Linked DNA regions of Mus musculus: regions 2 and 3 are each linked to region 1. A link is a contact called in public promoter capture Hi-C data. All regions are on one chromosome and are shown on one strand. The core of a region is the stretch at or near the end of the contact, and the rest is flanking DNA. Distances in the headings are between cores, read along the strand shown.

The links. Promoter capture Hi-C pulls out the DNA fragments that hold promoters and counts their contacts.
Region 2: a promoter capture Hi-C map of cranial neural crest shows a contact between it and region 1. The contact joins the promoter of Fam102a here to the promoter of Dolpp1 in region 1. A contact is called at or near these places in 2 of 39 promoter capture datasets (cranial neural crest and hippocampal neurons).
Region 3: a contact with region 1 is called in a promoter capture Hi-C map of pre-B cells, with 3 times the contacts expected there. The contact joins the promoter of Pip5kl1 here to the promoter of Dolpp1 in region 1. A contact is called at or near these places in 2 of 39 promoter capture datasets (cranial neural crest and pre-B cells).

What each region holds. Positions count from the first base shown.
Region 1 is chr2:30,390,513-30,394,134 of GRCm38.p6, reverse strand. It overlaps Dolpp1 (dolichyl pyrophosphate phosphatase 1), which reads right to left and starts at 1,881. Exons shown (of 8, transcript NM_020329.4): 1 at 1,623-1,881. The coding sequence starts at 1,698.
Region 2 is chr2:32,533,376-32,537,136 of GRCm38.p6, reverse strand. Fam102a (family with sequence similarity 102, member A) reads right to left here and starts at 1,778. Exons shown (of 11, transcript NM_153560.4): 1 at 905-1,778. The coding sequence starts at 1,050.
Region 3 is chr2:32,574,055-32,577,722 of GRCm38.p6, reverse strand. It overlaps Pip5kl1 (phosphatidylinositol-4-phosphate 5-kinase-like 1), which reads right to left and starts at 2,005. Exons shown (of 10, transcript NM_198191.3): 1 at 1,829-2,005; 2 at 872-1,072. The coding sequence starts at 1,858. It also overlaps 9430097D07Rik.

The DNA.
Region 1 (3,622 bases), core at 632-3,131:
TGACTGGGACATGGTGACCCACTGGCTAGTGTAAGTAGCTGTGTGGGGCCTCTCTTTGCCCTCTGTACTTTAGGGTAGTGACAAGGTCTCCATAACCTACTGTCTTGAGTGTAGCAATGTAGGACACGCCACAGGACTCAGGCATGAAGGAAGCATGTTCAGTGTAGTGAGCGACATCAAGTGCAGGGGTACCTTGCCAGATATCCTCGGGCTCAACCAGCCCCCACAGCACACACAGCCTTGTATGTGTTATGGTGTTCACAGCTGCAGGCTCTTCTCACCTGAAAGGCCATGAGCCCTCCAAGAAGCTACTCTGACGCCAAGGACGGAGAGTCGGGAAGCTGTGGAGACCCCAGTCAGGTCTCTCCCCTTCACCAGGCCTGTTTTCCCTCCTCAGGGGCAGAGACTTTCCATAGAACAAGAGTGCAGGGACTTCATCATTCCAAACCCCGAGCTGGCCCAGGGCCTTGCACCCGGGAGATGCTATGCTAAGGGAATGCAGAATGAATGGATGGATGGGTGGTTGGGTAATGAACAGGCACTTTGATAGGGCCCATCCCTGGACTGCCACACCTTAAGTATAACCCAGAACACCCAGAGGCAAAGTTCTCCTGGCCTGTGGCCCTGTGTTCTCAGCAGACCCAAGTTCTCAGGCCCTCTACCCAAGAGGACAGGCCCTTCCTGGACAACCAGAGGCCAGCAAGGGGGCCCCGGCTGCTCAGCAACAAACATTTATCCAGGGAGGGTGCTGGCAAGCTAGAGAGATAAACTACAGGTATTTACTGGGTGTCCACTGTGGGCCAGGCTCTGTGCCCAGCACCTCTTAGGCCTGTGGTCATTTGAGTCACACACCATTACAGAAAGGAGACACTGTACTTGGAGCCACTTAAGATGAAGTGACTGGAGGGGTGGTGCCTACCCTGGAGCCCGGAAACGTCTCACCCCAAGGCCTAAGCTCCGCTCCGCTCCACTCTATGGAGCCGAGCCGGAACTTCAGAACCATGGCTAATGGACCTTCCCACCAGAGAGGCGGGCACTCCCAGAGGCGTGTCAGATGGAAGCTCTTACAAGTCAGGCTCCCAGGGGCTGCATGCCCCCTTGGCGGCTGGCCTCTGCCGCGCTGCTCAGGGCGTGGCGCCGCAAATTCTCCCAAACCTGGCCTGGGTTTGCACACTCCCTGCAACTGGGAGCTTTCTCCAGTGAGCAGCCCGCAGCGTAGTGAAGGAAACTGTCACTCCCTGCACAGCCGAGCAGGAGTGCGGCCTCTCTGGCTCGGGGGAGGGCGGGGCACAAGGGACAAAGTCCAGGCCCAGATCCTCGCCCGCCCTATCCAGACCCTCCCCCGGCCCAGGACAGCCCACCAGCACCCCGGGACCCCGGAGAGCGACTCGGCCGCGCAGCCGCAGAGCACACGAGCGAGCCGCTCGCAATTTCTCCCTGCTCATCGCCGCCTCACTGCGCCTGCGCGGCGCGCGCGCCGGCCGAGCCCCTCCAAGGCTCGCTGTTTGACAGTTCCCACCGCGGTTCCAAGGCGCCCCGAAGGCGGTCCGCGCGGCCCGGAACGCCCGGGGCTGTGGCGGCAGCTCGAGGAGAACGTCCTCGGAGCCGGGGCAGGCTCTTACCTGCAGGGTATTCGACGTGGGTGAGGGTCACTGGCCGCCATGAAGCGGGGAGCGAGCACTGTCCGTCCGCTGCCATCTTACCCGGAGACCGGGCTTCGCAGAGCAGCCAATGGGGAGCAAGGGGGGCGGTGGTCCTGACCTATCACGCCGGGGAGACGCCACGCACCCAATCCGAGGCCGATTGCAGGTAGTGGCGCAGCCATTCAGTGTGCAGGTCGTGAGGCTGGCCCGTGCGGCGAATCAGAGAGCGGGGACTCGCGCAGCTTTGCCAGTGTCCAATCCCGTGCGAGTTCAGGTAGTTGACTAACCAATCAAGAGAATGGAGCACTCGCAGCGCAGGACAGAGCGCAGAACAGCCAATCAAAAGGTAAGCTTAGCTCGGCGTGTGGGAAGGGCGAGCCAATCAGGCGCTATCTCGGGGGGCGTGTTGTACTTTGGTGGGAGCTTTGGTTAGGCTGGCACCTGCGCCCAGAGTTAAAGCTCCTGAGAACCCAGAGCGCAGTGGAGGAGCAGCCTCAGCACCACCGGGTCTCAACCGACCCATTTGGAAAACAAAAATGTGTTCCTCACTATGAAGGCTAGGCTTGCCCCAGCATCATTCTGCCTCGTCCTCCAGGTTCTGGCTTCCTGTCCATAAATGTAAACTGAAGTCAAAGACCTAGTGCAGTTTTTTATTGCCCTTTACTGACAGACAAGAGGTGCAGTTCCGCAAAGGAACTTTTCTGTTAAAAAAAAATTATTGGTCCTCACTTCTGGGATGTAGCACATATTGTAGATATCTTAGATGGGATGCTATACGTTTCAATTACGCCGTAGCGTAGTGAGGCCACTTGGGACCATTTTCAGTATAATCCAGATGTTCCATCTACCCTTCTCTGTTTCCCCATTCTTGAAGAAACATTCTTGAAGAAACAGCCACACCTCCCACCCACGTCCCCTTTCTGAACCAACTCTCTCCAGACAGACCTACTTACTGTCTAGGCCAGATTCCAATTCCTCAAATTTCTCTGCAAGGAATGGGCACACACACTCCTGCCCCATTTGCCTGGCCCAGGCTGACTTGTCAGTTCATAGCTTCAGGTTCTGAAAATTAAGAGAAGGGCCTCCACAGAAGCAGGGGGATCTCTGTGAGTTGGAAGCCAGTCTGGGCTACCTCAGAAAGGGGGTGGGGGAGTTCCAGTGGTCTCCCACAATTGCACCTCCTTTGCCTACCTCATCTCTGGCTACACTTGACTGTAATTATTTCCTTGTCTGCCTCTGCCAGTATGCAACGGTTCTCTGACCTCTGACTAAGGCCCAGAGCATGTACAGTAAAAAAATAAAAATAAAAGCAGGTTCCGGGTCTGCCTTAGACCTGGGGGTACCCAGTAGGTCTAGGTTGGAGCCTTGGCCCTCCATATTCTATGTTCTGAGGTCACTAGCTACAGTGGCTTAGTCTGGCAGCCCGTGGAAGCCAGAATTGTAGGTTACTCTAAGTAGGCTGGGGACTCAGAATCCCCCAGTGGTGTTCAGCTTGTCTTCCGTCTCCCTACCCAGCCTGAACTTATCCAGCTGGGCCCACCTCCTAGTCACCTGCCCTTAGCTCTCTCTCTCAGGCAAAGTCATTATTAGCCTTTGAAAGAAAGAGGTGTGAGACGTGGTCATGAGCTTCCTAGAATAGTTCTCTGAGAGAGAGGGCACCCATGGAAGGTCAGGCTGCCTTGCCCTTCTTCAGAGTCCCAGAAACACAGAGAGAGCATCCCTAAGGAAGTGACAAGATGAAGAACTGAAAATGTGTGGGAGTTATTGGGGCGAGTCTCCAGCAGGAAGAAAAGCTGGACTTCTTGTGGGGGAGGTGGGTGGGGCTGAGCCACTGAGTCTCTGAGGGAATAGCTGGTGCTGAGGGTACAGAAAGCTCTGAGGGTAAGTAAATAATGAAGGAATCTTTTTCCCCCCGAGGCAGGGTCTCAGTGTGTAAACTTGACTGGCCTGGAACTCATTATGTAGATGTTGTGCAGATC
Region 2 (3,761 bases), core at 529-3,028, 2.1 Mb before region 1:
CCAGCTAACTAGGCCCACAAGACCTAAGAAGCAAGGGACAGGCTAGGAGGGGGAAGCATCTCGGGAGCTGGGCCAGGGGCCTATCTACTGCAACTTCCCTTTACAAAGCTGATGGAGAAACCTGTATTAGGTCCAGTGTGCCGAAGAGGGAACAGGAACCCAGAAAGAGCCTGAACTTGACTTCCTTTCCCCATTAGCTGGACTCTACGGACCTCTGCAGGCAGGTCAGGACTGTGTGACCGCCATGAGCTCAACCTGCAAAAGGTGGACTGGGACCTCATTCAGCAATAAACTGGGAAGCTGGACCTACTAGGACGATGACGGACACAAAATCAAACCCGATGGCTTTTTTCACAGGGGAAGGCAGTCTCCTGGCAAGGACATTTGCATTGCAAAGCAGTCCAGCTTTAGCCAGTGGAGGGCAGTCACTCAAGAGGGGGCTGGGCAACCCAAAATCCAGCCACCTCCCGCAATCAAATCCAGGGAGTGCCTGGAACTGGGCTTTCCCAGCCAAGGGGAGAGAGCCAGAGAGCCCTGGCTGGCCCAATCTCTCAATCGTATGACAGCCACAGGAGCCAGCTTGGTGGCAAGGTGGCCTGAGACACCCTTACTTAATCCCTTAAAGTGAAAATCTCAGTCAGCTCTCTCCATACAAATCTGTAAAACGGGTGACTTGAAGAGTGCACGCAGGGCCCTAAAAGGTTTCTGGCTGGTCACCTGCAGACAAATGCCAGGCGCTCTGCCAGCTCACTCAGACCTAAGTCCTGCTTAGAGCAAATCTTTCCCCAGGCGGGCCCCTTGCCCATCCGTCCCTAGCTGAGTCTTCCACATTTGCCAAGTGGCTAGATCTCACTCATCAGCACTCCCCACCCTCCCCTGCAAACGCGAAAACCTCAATGCCTACCTGGACGACAAGCTGACAAAATCCCCGCCATCCAGCAGCCGGACCTTGCAAAAGAGGACCCCGTTCACGAAGGGGACCGCAGTCAGCTCCTCCAAGGTGAAAGTGGTTTGAAATTTAAATTTCTTCTTCTTCATCAAAAAAGCCATGAGCAAGTTCCCTGAGTCTGAAGCCCGCAGGGCCAAAAAGAAAAAGAAAAGAAAAAAGAAAAAAAGAAGGGGATACTAGAAAACCCCAGGATTCCTTTCCCGACACCACACCCCCCTCCTCAAAAACACCAGAGCTGGATCCAGTCCAGATGGCGGCGGAGGCTGCGGGCAGGAGAGGATCTGAGTTCGGAGCCCCAGGTCCAGTGAGCCGGCTGCTCTCACCCTCGGGGAACCCGGGCTCCACTGACATGTAAACAGCGAGGTGCGGCCCCGGCAGCGGGGGCTGGCGTGGAGGGCGGCTCGCAAGCGAGCAGCAGCATCCCGATCCGCGGGGCCCGGCGGACCGGTGAGACTGACGGAGACGGCCGGGCGAACCGCTGGAGACCCGGGCGGCGGCCCCGCCTCCGCCCCGCTGGCTGCCGTGGGAGGTGCCCAGGCGACGCACACGCCTCCGCACCTGGCGCACCGCGGCCTGCGCAGGTGAGGCCCCGGGAAGCGGAAGCCACCTCGGCGACCGACCCGGCTCTGCAGGGACCGCTTCGGGAGGCTCTGCCGGGCCGGGAACGTGTGCCGGTCCGCCTCCCGCTCAGTCCTGGGACCTACGCCGCTCCTGCCCTGCCCGAGTCTCAGGCGCCTTCCGACCCGGCCGGATGGCTTCTGCCTCGGTTAGCACCGCTGGAGCACAGCGGCGCCGTCGCCCGCACCTCCGGACGCAGCCGGCTGAGCCCGACGCAGCTCGGCGCTGCTCGGAGAATGCCGAAGCCCCGGCGCGACCGCCCGCGGAGCCGCGGCCGAGAGCAGCAGGGGCGGGGCGCGCGAGGCTCACAGCCAACCTGCGATTGGACAGGCCGACTGTACGAACACGAATTTCTATTGGCTGGCGGTGGCGTGGGGCGGGGCTCGCGGAGGCAGGGCCAGTTGAGGGCGCTCGGATTGGAGCGCTCGCGGGGCTGGACCCGCCTCCTTGAGAAGCGCGGTGGGGGGGGGTGCGGAGAGGCGGTGGGAGGTCGCGGGGTGTGGGGGCCGGCACTGGAAAGAACGGGAGGAGAGCGCGAGCCCAAGAAAAGGAGAAACAATGACTAGGGGAAACAATCTGGAAACTAGGGCTAGAACGGCCTGCCCGGATCCCGCCAAGACCTGAGCTCAGTGAGCAATGAAGCAGGCTGAGGAGGTAGCACCCCTGTTCTCAGGAAAACAATCGCAGAGGTGTCTCAAGACCTATGCAGGTCTTGCTCGCCTCTAAAAATGACAAGCATCTGTCCTGGCTTTGCCGCTCTTGAAGATCCATTGGAGCCCGGCAACCTTGTGACTCGGCCTGCCTGGTTCCAGGCTGTTATCTAAGGCTTTTGTTTAAAGTTTCCCGATAGTTATGGCAAAGGACACCTTGGGGACCTCGTACTCTCCAAACTATCGGCATTTTATGATTCTTTTTATCCAGGCCGCCAGTGTTTAGGAACTCTGTCCTGAGTCAGGCAGGCACCCAGTGGAAAGACTGGATCTGAGAGTCTGCTGAAGAACTCAAGTAGGGAGGTCAGAGGAGGCGTGTGCTTTCGGATTGGAACGGAAGTTCAAAGGATTCTGACACAAAGCCGGCCAAGCATCGGGGTACAGGCAGTGGCAGTCACTAGAGGCCTGCTGGCCCGGCAGCATGGTACTCAAAAAGTTTGTGGAGTATCCCTGGATGAATTCTAATTTGAGAGAACAGCAGATCAGGCTAGAATCTGGCCCAGTCTTGTAGACCAGAGCAAAGAAGGAGGCATCTCCTGGTTTTTTGAGCTAGATAGTGACTTGATTGTTCTGGCATCAGATAACTTGGAGGAAAGAAAATGGGGAAATGGGTGAGTGAAAGGCCGTTTTTGATCCGGGCAGGAGATAAGTTAAGGTCTGCTGGACTTCCCTGTGGAAAATTAAAGAGAGTTGGGCTGATTGGCATTTGAGATGTAAATTCTCTGCCGGACATCATGTTTGATACCATGCATGATATCATGTTTGGACATGTGCATGAAGACTTCCTGAGCTTACATTTCAGAAGCATGGGTGGCAATCTCTGCTCCTCATAATTGTCCCATAATGTGGAAAACGCAGTCAGATTGGAGATGAAACGAACCAATCCATCCAGACCTCCCTGATGTAGCTAGGCATCTCCTTTTGAAGGTGAGGAAGTAGAGGCCTGAAGGCTTTGTCTTTTAAAAAATAAATTACGTTTGTTGATATGATTGGGCACATGGCACACAGTGCAGTGAAGGGCAGAGAATAACTTAAGTTCTTCCCTTCTACCACGTGGGTCCTAGGGATTAAATTCAGGTCATCTGACTTGGCAGCAAGCATTTTTACCTACTGAGTCTTCTTGCCAGCTCCGACTGTGTTTAGTTTTTGTCTTTAGCCCAGGCTGGCCTCAAACTGCGTGTGGCTGGGGATGGTCCTTCTGCCTTTACTAAACCTTAGGATTACGGCTTAGGCTTCCACACCAGGCTTGGCCTGAAGGGTTTAAATTCTTTGGCTGGACTCTCAACCTTTCCCCTTAAGGCCTGTTCCCTAAGGGAAGAGCCTGTGGCCCCTGATGAGATATCTAAGAAGTCAGCCAAGAGTGTCTGGAGGCCTAACTGGATCCTCAGTTTCAACTGTGTAACCTCAGGCCTCTCCAACAATTTGCCGCCAGGCCTGGTTCCATTTGGTTCTGTGTAGCCTAAAGGCTAGGAACACCCTGCCAC
Region 3 (3,668 bases), core at 756-3,255, 2.2 Mb before region 1:
TTCACCCAGGGCTGGAGGAAGGATGGGGATGACCTAAGGCAGGGCCCCATGGGCGTTATCACCCACATCTGGATCTTCAGGACCAGGCACCAAGTTCAAGCCTGGTGCATACTTTCAAATACTCATGCAGGCTGTGTACAGCCAGATTGCATCCTCCTGAAAGGGGCCAGTGATGCCAGGGGAAAGCCTCGGAGAGTCTGACTGGGGAAGGGTGCCCGGGGCAGGTGACCTCTGAGTGGAAATCTGAAGGTGTGTGGAGAGGAGAAACCCCATTCTGGAAGTGCCCTGGAGGCCAGAGGCAGGCTACAACAGCCAGCTCTGTAGGCAGCCATATCTCCAGGCTGTGTTCAGTCCCGAGGATACTTCCTGCAGGTGATGAGGGTCAGGCTATGTTCCAGAGAACCCCCTCCAGATCTTGTATTTCAACTGTGCATACGTGCACACACGCGGACAACATAAAGGCTCCCCAGGCGACTGGGCTGCTGAGTTAGCAGCTGGGTGATGCTTTCTGCTGAGCCAGCTTGGCCCCAGCCTGACAGGCTCCAGGGAGGATGGACTGGATTGGGCAGGGTGGGGGTGGGGGTCCCTTCTTAACCATTCAAGCTGGTAGGGCCCAGGGGCTTCACCCATTATACAGATAGGGGTACTTGAGGCCCAGAGAGACAGAGGCCATACATCCACCACTTTAAGCAGGGTGTCCCTCAGACCTCCTGGACTTCTCTTCCAGCTTTTCAACTCAGAATTTCTGCTTCCTGACACAAATCCCTGCCTTCCTCTTCTTGGTAGGCCTCTCTGATTACCAGTGTCAACCTTTTAGTGAGATAGACTGCCAGCTAGGTTTGAGGTGTCTGAGACAGGATGGGCCATTCACCGTGGGTGGGTTGTTCTTGGAGACCTGGGTGGCAGCCCACAGCCCTTCCTGCATCATTCGTGTCATTCTATGCAGCTCATGTCCTGGACCGACCTCAAACAGGCCAACTCTAGACTGCCTGGCTCGGAGGTGCCAAAGAAGGCCGCGGCGGCTCCCTGAGGAAATGGACTTGTTTCCAGCCTCCTGGGAGTGGGCCGGGATCTGATGGGAAGAGGCACAAGAAACAAAGAGCATGTGGCAGTATTTCAGAAGGGAAATGCATGGGTTCAAATCCTACTTCCACCGATTAGGGATCTTCTGCTTATCTTTCTCTGCTTCACCTTCCCTGACCATAAAATACAGGGCTAACACTATAGCTATAGTCCCAGTGTTTGAGGGGCCAAAACCACCTGCAAATGGTATGCAAATGGAGTGGGAACAGCCTTCTGCTGTCAATCCCAGGTGCATCTGATGACTCCCAGAGGCTGCATGACCTTAGGTCAGACCCAGCCTTATTATCTCCTCTGTTACATGTTAGCTGCTACTGTTGCGTCTGAGCTGCCTTCACAAGAAGCCTTGCTAGCAGGCGCTGGGATGCTGGGAGATTCAGTCTTCCCTGTTTCCTCTTCTATGCTGTGCTTCTCTGTGCTAGCAAGAAGGACCAGGTCAAATGGAAGCTGAAGTCATACCAGCTCACCCATTCCTACTGGAGACCCATCCTGTGTACAAAGCTGAGCGCTTGAGGTCCTTATGGAGCCTTACGGAATTTATCTCATCATCCAAATTTTCCTGATGAGGAAACTGAGGAAGACCTCCGGGGGACACCCACCAGATCGCTACCCCCTTTCATACCTCCGTGGGGCGTGTCTTGATCTTCCCAGAGCAGAGACGGGGCGGGGGGGTGTTCAAGCCTCTGGCCAAGGTAATGGCCAGACTTTCACCCTTCCCTTTCTTGTCCCCTCTCTGGTCCGCACCTACCTCGTGGGACCTAAGGCTTGGTGTGGCCATCGCCCCCAGGTGCCGCTTCTCTGGCTTTGGCGGTGTCTCGGAGGCCCAGATGCAGGAATCAGGCCCCGCCTCTGCATGGCGAACGACCAATCGCGACGCTCTTGTTACCACTGTGCCCAATCTTCGAAAGGGGCGCTTGCCTTTGCCTGCCGGTTCCACCTCCACGGATGCAGCATACTCAGAACTCTGATCCTGGCCCTTCAGAGCTGCCTGGCTGAGGTGTTGGTGGAAAGGCCTTGTCACGGTTGCACGAGGGGGACGATGACCTTGGCCTGCGGGTCCCCCCTCCGAGGATGTAGGATCCTCTGCATCCTGATCGTGGTCGGACCGAGCCTCCTGGCGATGGCTGAGGTGCCTGAGAAAATGCCTTCTTGTTGCGGTTGCACGCTTTGCACGGAATCTGCGAGGGGGGCGCTGGCCTTTGCCCTTGGGTCCCCCCTCCGAGGACGCAGCATCCTCTGAATCCCGGTTCTGGCTGGGCGAGGTCGCCGGGTTTTGGTGGAGGTGCCGGAGAAATGATTCTCCTCTCAATTTCCTCCCGAACTGTGGACGTACGTCTCTAGGACTGGCTGTGGAGTCAGGTAGCTTAAATCGTGTTTCTTGGGTCTTTTTAGGCATGAAATTCCCATTGGCTGTCTCTCAGGTAAAGAAGCTAAAAGCAGAGAAAGAAGTGACCATCTCCAGGTGGTACAGAAGTCAGAGCATCCTTCCGTGTGATTGAAGCGCCCACTGGAGGCCACAGCGGGAACAGACACCAGAAATTTTTTGGTGAGCTAGCTAGAGGGACACAACATAATCTTTTAAAAGCATAGATGGGATGATGTCACCCTTATACTTTAAGTATTCAGTGACGTCTCTTGGCGGTGGAACAGAATTCAAACTCCTCACCATGGCATGAGTCACCACTCTCTTGACTCACTCCAAACACCCTCCTTGCCCTCAACCCAAGCTGCAAACTTCCACCCCCAGGGTTTCCCGTTCCTGGGCTCCCAAGTATCAGTCCTGTCTGGACTTTTTACTTGCCTTGATCCTTCGGACCACCTTTCAGGACTCTATGCACTTCTTCCATACACTGGATCATGGCCTTTATTCCCATCACCCTTGGCATGAGCAGAGATTGTCTTGCTCATGGATTGGTTTATTACATCAAACCTCCTGAATTGGGAGTGCCACCAGAGTGGGGACTACATGGACCTCACATGCCCAGTGCCCAGCACAAACTTGGGAACTGTGTGGATTGGAATGATGTAGGGGGTGGGAGCGCGGAGCCCCAAGAGACCACAGTGGCTGTAGTAATGATAGTCCCTAGCACGCAGAGCCTTGGGACAGTGGGAGGAATAACCCAGAGAACTAGAAACGAGCAGAAGATGCTTAGATATGCTGGCTTAAGAAGGTCTATTCATCTTTACAATTATACATATACACGTCTGGGCACATATGTGTGTGGATGCCAGTGGCACCCAGAAGTGTCCTCTGGTGCCAGAGTTGTGGGTGGTGGTCACTTAATTCGACCTCTGACTGAACTCTGGCCCTCTGAAATAGCTGCTGAGACATCTCTCCAGGTCCATATGTCTTTTTTCTTCATGTTTGTGTTCCTCTGTGTAGATCAGGCTGACCTTGAGCTCACAGAAATCCCCCTGCCTCCAAATCCTGAATGCCGGGATTAAAGGGATCCATTACCACAGCCAGCCTGATATGTATTTTTGGGAAGCCATCAGGATGAAGGAACCCAGAGTGGAAGGGAAAGGTCAGCGGGGAGGAAAAGAGAAGGTGGGTGGTTTTGTATCTGAGAAGGGGCTGGAGAGGGCCT